4 separate regions of the Zea mays genome follow, and regions 2, 3 and 4 are each linked to region 1. A link is a contact called in public Hi-C data. All regions are on one chromosome and are shown on one strand. The core of a region is the stretch at or near the end of the contact, and the rest is flanking DNA. Distances in the headings are between cores, read along the strand shown. Region 1 holds the start of LOC103629289 (protein argonaute 1B). Region 2 holds the start of LOC100274052. Region 3 holds the start of LOC100278534. Region 4 holds the start of LOC103629287 (ras-related protein RABD2c).

Region 1 (2,709 bases), core at 94-2,593:
ACCAGTCCCGTCTCAGAAGGCATTATATTATTCTAGAGCAAGTAATGTGGCGATGAGAGTCCTGTTGTGGGTTGTGGCTACTGGTCTGATGTTACACTTCCCTGCCATACCATTTAGGGGGTATTTAGGGGTGTTTGAATGCAATGGAGCTAATAGTCAGTTGCTAAAAAATTGCTATTGGAATTTTTGGGATGTTTGAATGCACTAGAGCTAATAGTAGTGGCTAAAATTAGCTGGAGACATCCAAACACCCTAGATAATAGTTCAACTATTAGCTATTTTTAGTAAATTAGTTAATAGTTAGCTAGCTATTTGTTAGCTAGCTAATTCCACTAGCAATTTTTTAGCCAACTAACTATTAGCTCTAATAAATTTAGGGGGTGTTTGAATGCACTAGAGCTAATAGTTAGTGGCTAAAATTAGCTGGAGACATTCAAACATCCTAGCTAATACTTCAACTATTAGCTATTTTTAGTAAATTAGTTAATAGTCAGCTAACTATTTGTTAGCTAGCTAATTTCAATAGCAATTTTTTAGCCAACTAACTATTAACACCCCCTTAGCTAGCTAACTAGTATTAGCTAATTTGCTAAAAGTAGCTAATAACTAAACTATTAGCTAGACTGTTTGGAGCTAATTTTGGCAGGCTCTAGTACATTCAAACACCCCTTCACAGCAGATTTGGATAAGGGCTAAAAAAACTAACCAGTGGATGGAACGCGAGTAGATCAACGATACACAGGAGAAGGCAACAGCGCAACTAGGGAAACGCCTGAACGGATCGGATGGACTCGAGCAGGGACGGGATAGATCCCATCCAATCGACGGGCAAATTACCCTACATGCTCTCTATGGAGGTCATGCAGCAACGGTGGCGCGGCGCGGCGACCGAGAGATACAGAGGGGGGGGGGGGGGGGGGGGGGGGGGGGGGGTGACCAAGAAAAAAAAAACCGTAAGAGAGCGACGGACAGACAGATCTATCTACACGTACGGACGGAACAGCGGAGAAGGGAGGGCGATGCTGATACCGGACGGAGAAAGGGAGCGGGCGGCGCTGGTGGGGATGGAACCCTAGCTTAGCACTGGAGGGGCTCCAAGCTCCAACTCTCTTGCTCCACTCAGCGCGCTCGTGCTCCACTCACTGTGTTTGTTGGTTGGCTTTCCTTGGATTTCGAGGTGAAGTGAAGGAAAGGGAGAAGCAAGAGGGCAGTCCCCAAGTGAAAAGGATGACGCCACGCCACTGGGTGGGGCCCGCCCGTGGTGTCTCCGTGTCTGTCTGAGTGTGAGAGTGTCTGATACCTGAGAGCGGAGCCCCCGTGTGTGTGACTGTGTGCGCGCGCGCGCTACAGAGCGAGAGCCGGCCGACAGATCACGACGAGCTGGCCCTTTGTGGGCCTCATTTGTCCGAGCCAGGCCGGGCCCTGATGTCTACGGCCCACAAGCAGTCCCTCCTCTCTAACCTCACGTGGGGTGCAGGGTTTAAGCTAGGATTTATAGAAAAACGTGATGAAACGTATGCAAATCAATTGTTGTAGCTGCGCCTCCGTTGCGTTGATCAACGTACGCCATTCCTATATGCATGTTCTACTAGCCTATGGACGTACTCGGATACATGCATAGAGCAGGTTAATTTTTAGCTTTGGTTCATCTAAATATAGAGTTAATAATTGGTGGTGCATTGTTTTTTATCTAAAATATCAACTAACTAGGCACATATACATTTCATTAAGATACATTGAGATTGTGAATGCGATGTGAATATCGACCGTCCCTAAGCGAACATAGTTGGATGGTTTGCCATCGGTTGCAGTCGATCTCAATTGGATAGCTTGTCGCTACGGCTATATATCACATAGTTAAATCTTATTTAAATAGGATAATTATTCAAACACGTCCAAATCTTTACAATAAAGTATCATAGAGATAATTCAATACATTTATGTTGCAATCATTTGAATACTAAGGCAAATGTAAAGGAATAAGAACTCACAACTATTCACATGTCAAATTCATAAAGAAATTTTAAATTATCACCACTTCAAATGTAAAAAACTATAAACAAGTTTTCGCACATTTTGTGGTCACAGCACAAGATATAGGAAATATTCTCCACAAGGTTGAAGGATTTCCAGCATATTGGATAATCAAGGCCTTCCTCTAAGATTGTACATGAAGAAACTTCATCATCGGAGCCATCTGCATTGGATATACTCCATTTTGAGGGTTGTGCCTTTTTATTTAAGCTTCTAGCTTTGCCATTCCATGCAAAACTCCACATGATGTCATCACCAAACAAACATGAGAAAACAATATTTAGTATTTGATTGAATGCAATCAATACTTGGGGTAAAGAATAAAGATATATAAGATAAATGTCAAATCTGGTAAGTCTGTATGTTTATCAGTTGCACTGGGTAGGTATTATTGTCTGATTGAACCGAGAGACCCTGATCGAGGAATGAAGTATATCCAATGTCTTTAAGTAGATAACTATAATACTATAAGTAGATAGGCCTAGTGACTTTAATGTGGTGCACTCTAATTGTCTCTAGCTTTAAATGGCTTATGAGAGGCCCAAAGAAAGCATGAATCGATACCCAATTCTAAACTTTCAATTTTGGACAAGTATGAGCGGGGTTTTGAGGCATCATACCATGTGTATTAGGGGCGTTGGATTATAGTGGATTGGTCTAACGCCTCCATGTAGA
Region 2 (2,709 bases), core at 122-2,621, 480 kb after region 1:
TTCGTGATCAGGCCGATCTCGCATCAGCAAGGTCGATAACCACAGGGAGTTGGTTCAGCGATTGCATTGGCGCCTCGGGCTTGCTCGTCGTAGTCGGATCGCAAGGGTCATCTTCCGCCAAATCGGAATTATCTCTACTCGCCGAAAGATCGGGCACCTCAGCTTCATCACCGGTGGCGCACTGGACAGTCCGGTGTGACCTGGTGACCGTCGGCACAAGGCACGCGTCGCCCGCTGATTGCACGTTGATTGCGCTACCGACCGTTGGCGCGGGTGTGGCTAGCTCACCGGACAGTCTGGTGCACACCGGGCAGTCCGGTGAATTATAGTCGTGACTCCTCCAACTTTTCCAAGAGCACCGAGTTCGTCGAGCGCGCCAGCCTTGGCACCGGACACTGTCCGGTGCACACCGGACAGTCCGGTGCACTGCAGACTGGTGCAAGTCTGGCTGGATGCAGCCAACCTTCTCCAATCCAATCTCATTTGATTTGACAAGGTTCCTAACACTTAGAGGAATATGTTAGTACCAAAAACAATTCACTAAGGCTAGAGTTATACCTTGATTCTTGATTTGCATCTCTTTAACCCTTAACATATCAACCAAAACAATATGAGTTGGGCATCTAATCACCAAAACATTTATAAAAATGGCCCAAGGGCACATTTCCCTTTCATGATCAAAGGCAACTGCCAGTACAAGGGCCATCCCGGAGGCTATACTGCTACAGGGGCTCGGGCTCGCCTCTCCATATTACGACAATCCTTGTACTGCTGGGTTCCCTCCTTGCGACTATAAAAGGGGGAGTCCAGAGCCTGTAAGGGACATGGGTCAACACTTCACCGTTTGCCCTCCATGTTCGATACTGGCACTTGCCTCAAGCACTCACAAGATACTTGTGATCTACTCCCTCTCTTGGATAGCTTGTACCCCGTACTACGAGCACTTAAGTGCAAGATAATATAAGTCTCATCCTCCTATTATAAGTATGGCCTTCTATTGCTCGAACCAAGATAAATCTTGTGTCTTGTTATATCACCCATCTGAACTGGGACAGGTAGCACAAATTTGCTGGTTGGTTAGGACCCTTACATTGACACCATTCTTGGAGATGGTTTGCATTCAGGTTTTGTCCTGGATGGAAGGAGGGTTTTTGTTGCATATACAAGGCTGATCATTAGGGAGGGAAGTAGTAAAACGAAGGAAGACAGGAAGAACAAAACAAGGACTCCCAATCGATTGCCTTCTCCATTTCATCAAGGCTCTTTTGCGGGAGGCGAGGCATCTCGCCGAACACCTTCCCGCTCGGTCGTTCACAGCCCCCGGCTCGTGTCGTCTGACTGACTGTGAGTCTGTGACGTCGCTGCCAGTAAACCACATACCAACCATTGAACATCTTCTGTGGCCAGCCGGCATCCGTGCAGCCGCCAGCACCAGCAGGCCATGACATGGCACCATGTTTGAGCTGACAGCTGACTAGCTGAGCGTGCCGCCTTGCCGTGTCGGGGAGCTGAGCTGAGCCTAGAGACGCCAAACGGAATGGCGAAAGCGACCGGCCGCGCGGCGGGCAGCAGGAGCTGCATCGAGAGGCTGCCTGCGCCCCGCGCCCAATCCTCTTCCTAAATCCTAATCCCCTCCGCCTCATCCCCTTCAACCCCACGTCTCTCTCGCCGAAGGCTCCGGCCTCGTCGGGATCCGGTGCTGGATTGACGCAATGGCGCCGCTCCACGCCGCGCTGCCGCCGCCCTCCTCCGCCGCCGCTCACCACCACGCGGCAGCCCCGCCTGTCTTCCTCGCCCGCTCGCCGTACCACCCCCGCAGGGCGGCGGCCTCCTGCCCGCTCGCCGTCGCTGCCGCTCCCTCGTCGAGAAAAGGTAATCTTTCTTCTCTCTTCGGCACAGGCGCACAGCGATGATGATTATACATATAGACGAGAAGAAAGTGGCGTCTGATTTCTTACCTCGTCGCCGCCCGCCCAGCGTTCTTGTCGTGCCCGCTGCTGGGCCACTGGACCACGGCCGCGCCGCCGCGCGCCATCCCCTCCTCGTCGTCGTCGTCGACCCCGGCGCTCATCGCGTCCGTGCAGGACCTGTATGACTTCATCTGCTGCGGCCCGCTGGTGGACAGGATCGGCTACACCAGTGAGAAGATCACCGAGTCCATCGACCGCTGGCTTCTCGCCGGGGCTAGGGTGGCGCGCCTCTTCCGCCTCAACGAGCTCCAGCTGTCGGACGCCGAGAAGGCCCGGATATACCACTTCTACATCCCCGTCTTCCTCTGGTGCGAGGACGAGGTCATGGTGCACAGAGCCAGGTACAACGACGGCGATGACATCCCGCCATTGGTGGTACGCACTTTCCATGTCATGCCCTGGTCAAAATTTGCTCCCCCTCCCACTCCCATGTCAGTTACTACAAGTTAGAACTATGCAATCGACCTCATCAGAGCAGCACCAACGTAGGCAGCATCAGACGTTGGTCTCAACAAAAAGCCGCTACAGACTACACAGTGGAACAGATAAAACTGAGGGCAATGGCAAACGCAGGCAACAACTTCCACCTTTATCGCGGTCCCTCCGCTCTCTCTCCTTTCTCTGTCTCCCATGCTCTGCTTTTGCGGAGGAAGTCACGTCATGCTAGAGCAATTCTTCGCCACAGCGCACTCGGCTGCTGCTTCTGCTTTGCGAAACCACCGTTTCAGCTATGATAGGG
Region 3 (2,709 bases), core at 126-2,625, 420 kb before region 1:
GTGAAGGTACATCACAAATATACATGCAGAGATCAAACCATAACTACATAAGTACATAACAGATCAGACAAGAAAGGCAGAAGTAAGCATATTTCATTCATACTCACTTCGCTATCTGGTAATGGTTCCAGATCAGCAACTTTGGGATGCTCTGATGATCTTGTTTCCTTCAAAAAACGATTGCCAGTGTGAGTAAACAAGATAATAACAAATTCATAAGTATTGTAGGGAACACCTTTGAAGAGACCATACATTCATGATTATCATGAAGGAAATAAATAATCTTACCATCTCCTGTCCCTGTGACATTTTCAAAATAGATTGTGTGTTCTCATCAGGTTGCTGAAATGAAACTTGCATAAATCAGTACTGTGCAATAAATGCCATGGAAAAAAGAAAGCAAAATCAAGTAGCGGCACAACCACCTGAAGATGTAACTTTGAAAAGATCAGCTTAACGCTTAAGTCGTGTTAGACAAGGTAAGGCTCTCAGAATCAAGGGCAGTTGCCGAGGGCTGCTGAGATAGATACTACTACCTAATATAAAGTACAAACATGAAACTATTTTCCGTGATGATAAAAAGTTGCTTTATATGTTACTATATGAACGGACACCATGACACGAACTGGTTCAAGGGGGACAAAAAAAAAGTAGACCATAGGAATCAAATAAATCTGTAGTGTTAAAACACTGGACATAGAGCACTGCCGTTGTTTACCTGAAAAGGGCAGGGAACCAGATCGCCAAACAATTCGTCACTTGCATCCGCTGCACCAATGGAACAGACAGCGTTCCTGAACCCACGTGCAGCAAGATATTCCTCAGTTTCTTTACGCAGAGAATAGCCTTTGTAGACAGTGACTGAAGGATGAAGTACCTACGTCGGAGCAGGATACATTTGATATCTCATAAGAAAGAAATAAGCAATCAGCGCAGGTGGTAAGAGAAGGAAAGGTCTGTCTATCGCCCTCACCGATTTGCTGGCTTGGGCTTGGCAATCACTGAGGTTCTTATAGACGCCAATGACATCCCCCTTGCGGATGACATAGAAGGGCTCTCTGGAAGAGTCTATTAGCGCCTTTGCGGCAGGAATGGAAGAGCCCATTGGCGCCTTTGGGGCAGATTTCTTGGTGGACCGTCTAGCGGAGGAGAAGTGGTGGATAGGCGGCGGCGATGCAGGAGGCCTGGGAGACAAGAGTGGGTAGTGCCTCCTCCATGCCGCTCTGGGAATGAATCCATGGAGACAAGAAGAGCAACTCCAAATCACCATGGCATCACAGGAGGACAGCGGCCTGCGGCCTGGGGGCACCGGAGCGGCAGCTGCGGAGGCGCACCCGACCAGGTCAGCGGGGCGCCGGGGCTGGGTTGCGCAAGGAAAGCATGGGGAGTGGCCGAGTGGGAGTGGATGCCTTCTTTGCTGGGCTCTCGGCTACTACTTTAGGTCCATTAGTTTTGTTTTCTTTGTGATTAATGGGTTACCGTTGCTGTTACTCCTTTTGAGTAAAATATATTTGCGGTTTTCGAATTTGGCATGTGGTATCACATAAATCCCTGTGCTCTCAAAACCAGAAAAAATGCTAATAATTGGTAGCTCATTCAAAACAAGGTTTCCTCCAACTAGATATTGATATAGCGTGCCACATTAAAGTTACTTGGTCCCTAAACTTAACATGATGGATCTCTAAACTTGGCATGTTGTGTCAATTAGATTTCTGAACTTTCATTAATACGCTCCAATGTGGCACGACACAATGACATCTGGTTTGAGCAAATCTGGTTTAGACGTGTTGGCGTTTCGGACCCGCAAGGACCGTCAACCGACCAGTAAATTTGTTGCTGCGTGTCCCTGCCCAGATGGGTTGATGCAAGATGGAACACGAGAGGGAAATGGGGCTTATGTTATCTCGCACCGGGGTGCTCGTAGTAGGGGTTACAAGCATCGCGCGAGGGAGCGAGGGCGAGAGCGAGAGAGAGAGAGTCCCTATGTGTCTCTGTCTCAATGTCAACGTATCTTCGCGTGGTCGTGAACCTCTCCCCTTCTGTCCCCAACGTCCCCCGTTGTTCAACGTCGTTCAACGTGCCTTAGGAAGGCCCTGGACATCCCCTTTTATAGATACAAGGAGATGTCCAGCTGTACAATGGGGTGTAGCTATGTGCTAACGTGGCTAGCGGGGAAGCACCTTAAGCCATGTGCACGAGCTAACGTGGCCATCGGAGAAGTGCCTTGAGCCCTGTAGAAGCACAGCTGTCGGTGTGGCATAGATCCTGCTGACGTTGTCTTGCTTCTGTAGGTGGTTGAGAGCAATCCGACGTCATGGGCGCACACGGGAAACCATCATTACCTGTTACCGGAGTAACCTTAGATGGGACACCGGTCTTGTTCCTTCATAGCCTGAGGCAGCTAGCTAGGAGTAGGGTAATGATGCATCCCCTGTAGCGTAGTCGGTCCGAGGCCCAGGTCGGGCGAGGCGAAGACTTCTCTTGAGGCCGAGGCCTGGGGTCGGGCGAGGCGGAGATCTTCTTCCGAGGCCGAGGCTGAGGCCGAGGCCTGAGGCCGGGCGAGGCGGAGATCTTCTTCCGAGGATGAGGCTGAGGCCGAGGCCTGAGGTCGGGCGAGGTGGAGCTCCATGTTGCGCCCGAGGCCGAACTCGTGGGAGATCGTGGCTCAGTTTTATCCTGGTGGTTGGCACGGTAACGGGAGCGGGGCGA
Region 4 (2,709 bases), core at 133-2,632, 350 kb after region 1:
CTAATAAAGTACCTCCTCCGTTCTTTTTTATTTGTCGTGTTTTAGTTCAAAAATGAACTAGCGGGCGACAAATATTCGAGAATGGAGGTGGTGCCACTGAGGACTCCAAACACATCATCCCCTTGTTATTATGGCCTTGTGTTATTCCAAATCTAAATTGTGTTTGAAAAACTATGCACAGAATAATAAGGAACAACAGAATGCATCGAGTTGCATATGAACAATCGCTACATCCAAATTGTGTTTGAACAATGCATAGACGCAATTGACCATGTGCCAGTAACTTTTACGGTTTGTGCTGTCTAGCGTTCTTTTTTTTCCTCGAAAGAAATGTGCTTAACGTCCTCGGATGAAATAACCCATGTTGCAGATACAAGGGTCTATGATATTCGTACCTCCTAACCTTGTGTTTGGTTGAATGGAATTATGATCTAGTATGACATAGAAAACCAAGTATCATATCCTGACACCGCAGGACATGAATGAATCCAATAGTGCAACACATGGCAACGGCAATAATCCACAAGTAAAAATGGGTGAATGGATGAGCTTACAATCTGTAGCTTGACAGTCTTTCCATCGAGGTCGATGGTGCGGATTTTCTGAAAAAGCAGGCCGTTAGCAAGAACAAAAGGAGGGGTTAATAAAATTGGGCCAGCCGGTCGCAGTTAGTAGATGATCCAGGAATAATGAGTAGATAGAACAATATGGTAAGAAGAGAGAGAGAGAGAGAGAGATGTATTTGTACTGACGAAATCAACGCCGATGGTACTGATGTAGGTGTCAACGTACGAATCGTCCTGTATATATGTGGATCAAAATCAAAGGAAGCTGCTTTTGTCAGGAATAGAAGCAGTCGCGTACCCAATCAATAAACTACAGGAACAAATATGAGGAGGGAAACTTACGGCGAAACGGAGGAGGAGGCAGGACTTGCCGACGGAGGAGTCGCCGATGAGGAGCAGCTTGAAGAGATAGTCGCTGCATCAGGAGGCGGAACCGTTTATTTATCCCAGGCCCAGCAAAGAAAAGAAGAGAGAGGGTTGGCTGGCGGAGAAGGCGGGACTTACTACTCGATGCTGGTGGTCATGGCGGTTTCGATTCGATGATGGTGGTGGTGGAGTTTGGATACGATGAAGGGGAGGTTTCTTTGTTGTTGCTGTTGTTGTTTGAGTTGGACACAGCACAATCGCGGAAGAAAGAAAGAAGGCAGGGAGCGGAGAAGCGAAGCAAAGTGGGGCAGCTTTTCTTCCTCCACTCGCCACGGCCACCGCGTCACGGGTCAGCGGAGTCGAGTTGGCCAAGTTAATAGGGCCGCTCTGGCTACGGCAGTGGCGCCGCGACCCGCCGCACCCGCACACGGGCACAGGGACGACCTCGGCGTCGGCTGCTGAGTTATTTGCTATTATAGTACTGATTTCAATAGGTTTCTCTCTTTTAGTACTCTCATTTTAGTCTTCTCTATAATAGTATCTACAAGTTGATTCATCCTTCAAAATAGTATTCTAACCATTTTCAATCATTTTTATTTTCTTTTTTTATTTCTCAGCACATAAATTGACCCTATCGTTACCCTCGCAGCTATATAAATAACAGAAACACAAATAATCCAGGCAGAGACGCAGGAATGAAAGACGATGCAACACTCCTATCTTCTGTCTGGTGGTTTAGACCGTAGCAAGGGGTGGCAGTTGGCCGCACGGTCACCATCCAGCAGCGCCGGCGTGCTGCTGCAATGTTTTTTTTTGTATGCGAGAAGAGAGAGGAGTCGAGCCGACGATGAGGAGCAAGGAGAGAAGAAAATAGAGAGATGCAATATAGTCACTGGTGAGAAATAAAAAAGAAAATGATTAAAAGAGGTTAGAGTACTATTTTGAAGGATAAATTAACTTATAAATACTATTACAGAGAAGAACAAATTGAGAGTACTAAAGGAGAGAAGCCCCACAAAATCAATATTATAATAGCAAAAAACTCGTCGGCCGCTTGCAGTCTGGCCACTACCCACTACTAGGAATTGGGGATCACCGGCCCAGCCCACTCCGGGCCAGACTAGCACTCTACTGATATTCCATCCTGCATGTTTCATTTCCATGTCTTTAGGTATTTGTTTCAGCTTATTTATAGCTTCTAGCCGTCAAGAAGTTACTATGAACTCCAAACATTTAACTTTTCGCTGCGGCTACATTAAAGTCGTTCGGACTGCTGCAACTGCAATTAATAGAGACAAAATACTATAGAAAAAACAGAAGTGGGTGGATTAAAGTCACAACGAACAGGTTTAAGTGTGAGAATTGTTTTAGTGAAAACCGTCTAAAATCAGCATAAACTTAGAATCGACCAAATCGTCATGATAGTAAAAATCCGTCATTTTGTAGACCCTAAACACTATGTAGACCCTAAACACTATGAAACCTTTCATCTTACTCTACACATAATCTCCACAATATATTCTCTTAATAGTCAGACTTTCAGAAAAGTTCGTTAGAAAAAAGCTGAAACAAACGAGCATGTCAACTCCATCATTGTCAGTCCAACTACAATGTCCAAGAAACTCGAGATGATGATCATATCCAACATTGTAATCACATTTGTAAGATGATGAGTTAGCAAACCATATGCCCAAATCACAAAATGAATACATATCATCTTGATGGTTCGTGCAGTCATAACCCAACTTGAAGACACAATTTGTCAGGTATCCTAATT

What was found. Hi-C and Micro-C count contacts between places; a contact is called where the count stands out from the background.
Region 2: a contact with region 1 is called in a Hi-C map of ear, with 2.6 times the contacts expected there. The contact joins the promoter of LOC100274052 here to the promoter of LOC103629289 in region 1. A contact is called at or near these places in 6 of 25 Hi-C or Micro-C datasets (bundle sheath, ear, leaf and 2 more) and 1 of 3 datasets of contacts at active chromatin or transcription factors (leaf).
Region 3: a contact with region 1 is called in a Hi-C map of leaf, with 6 times the contacts expected there. The contact joins the promoter of LOC100278534 here to the promoter of LOC103629289 in region 1. A contact is called at or near these places in 8 of 25 Hi-C or Micro-C datasets (ear, endosperm, leaf and 2 more).
Region 4: a Hi-C map of leaf shows a contact between it and region 1, with 2.3 times the contacts expected there. The contact joins the promoter of LOC103629287 here to the promoter of LOC103629289 in region 1. A contact is called at or near these places in 3 of 25 Hi-C or Micro-C datasets (ear and leaf).

The regions. Positions count from the first base shown.
Region 1 is chr6:51,071,376-51,074,084 of Zm-B73-REFERENCE-NAM-5.0, reverse strand. LOC103629289 (protein argonaute 1B) reads right to left here and starts at 1,343. Exons shown (of 23, transcript XR_002263241.3): 1 at 1,030-1,343.
Region 2 is chr6:50,594,837-50,597,545 of Zm-B73-REFERENCE-NAM-5.0, reverse strand. LOC100274052 reads left to right here and starts at 1,371. Exons shown (of 12, transcript NM_001148432.1): 1 at 1,371-1,872; 2 at 1,978-2,345. The coding sequence starts at 1,713.
Region 3 is chr6:51,487,863-51,490,571 of Zm-B73-REFERENCE-NAM-5.0, reverse strand. LOC100278534 reads right to left here and starts at 1,375. Exons shown (of 9, transcript NM_001151778.2): 1 at 974-1,375; 2 at 719-877; 3 at 289-342; 4 at 108-167. The coding sequence starts at 1,270.
Region 4 is chr6:50,722,383-50,725,091 of Zm-B73-REFERENCE-NAM-5.0, reverse strand. It overlaps LOC103629287 (ras-related protein RABD2c), which reads right to left and starts at 1,382. Exons shown (of 8, transcript XM_008650456.4): 1 at 1,071-1,382; 2 at 909-981; 3 at 753-800; 4 at 555-602. The coding sequence starts at 1,090.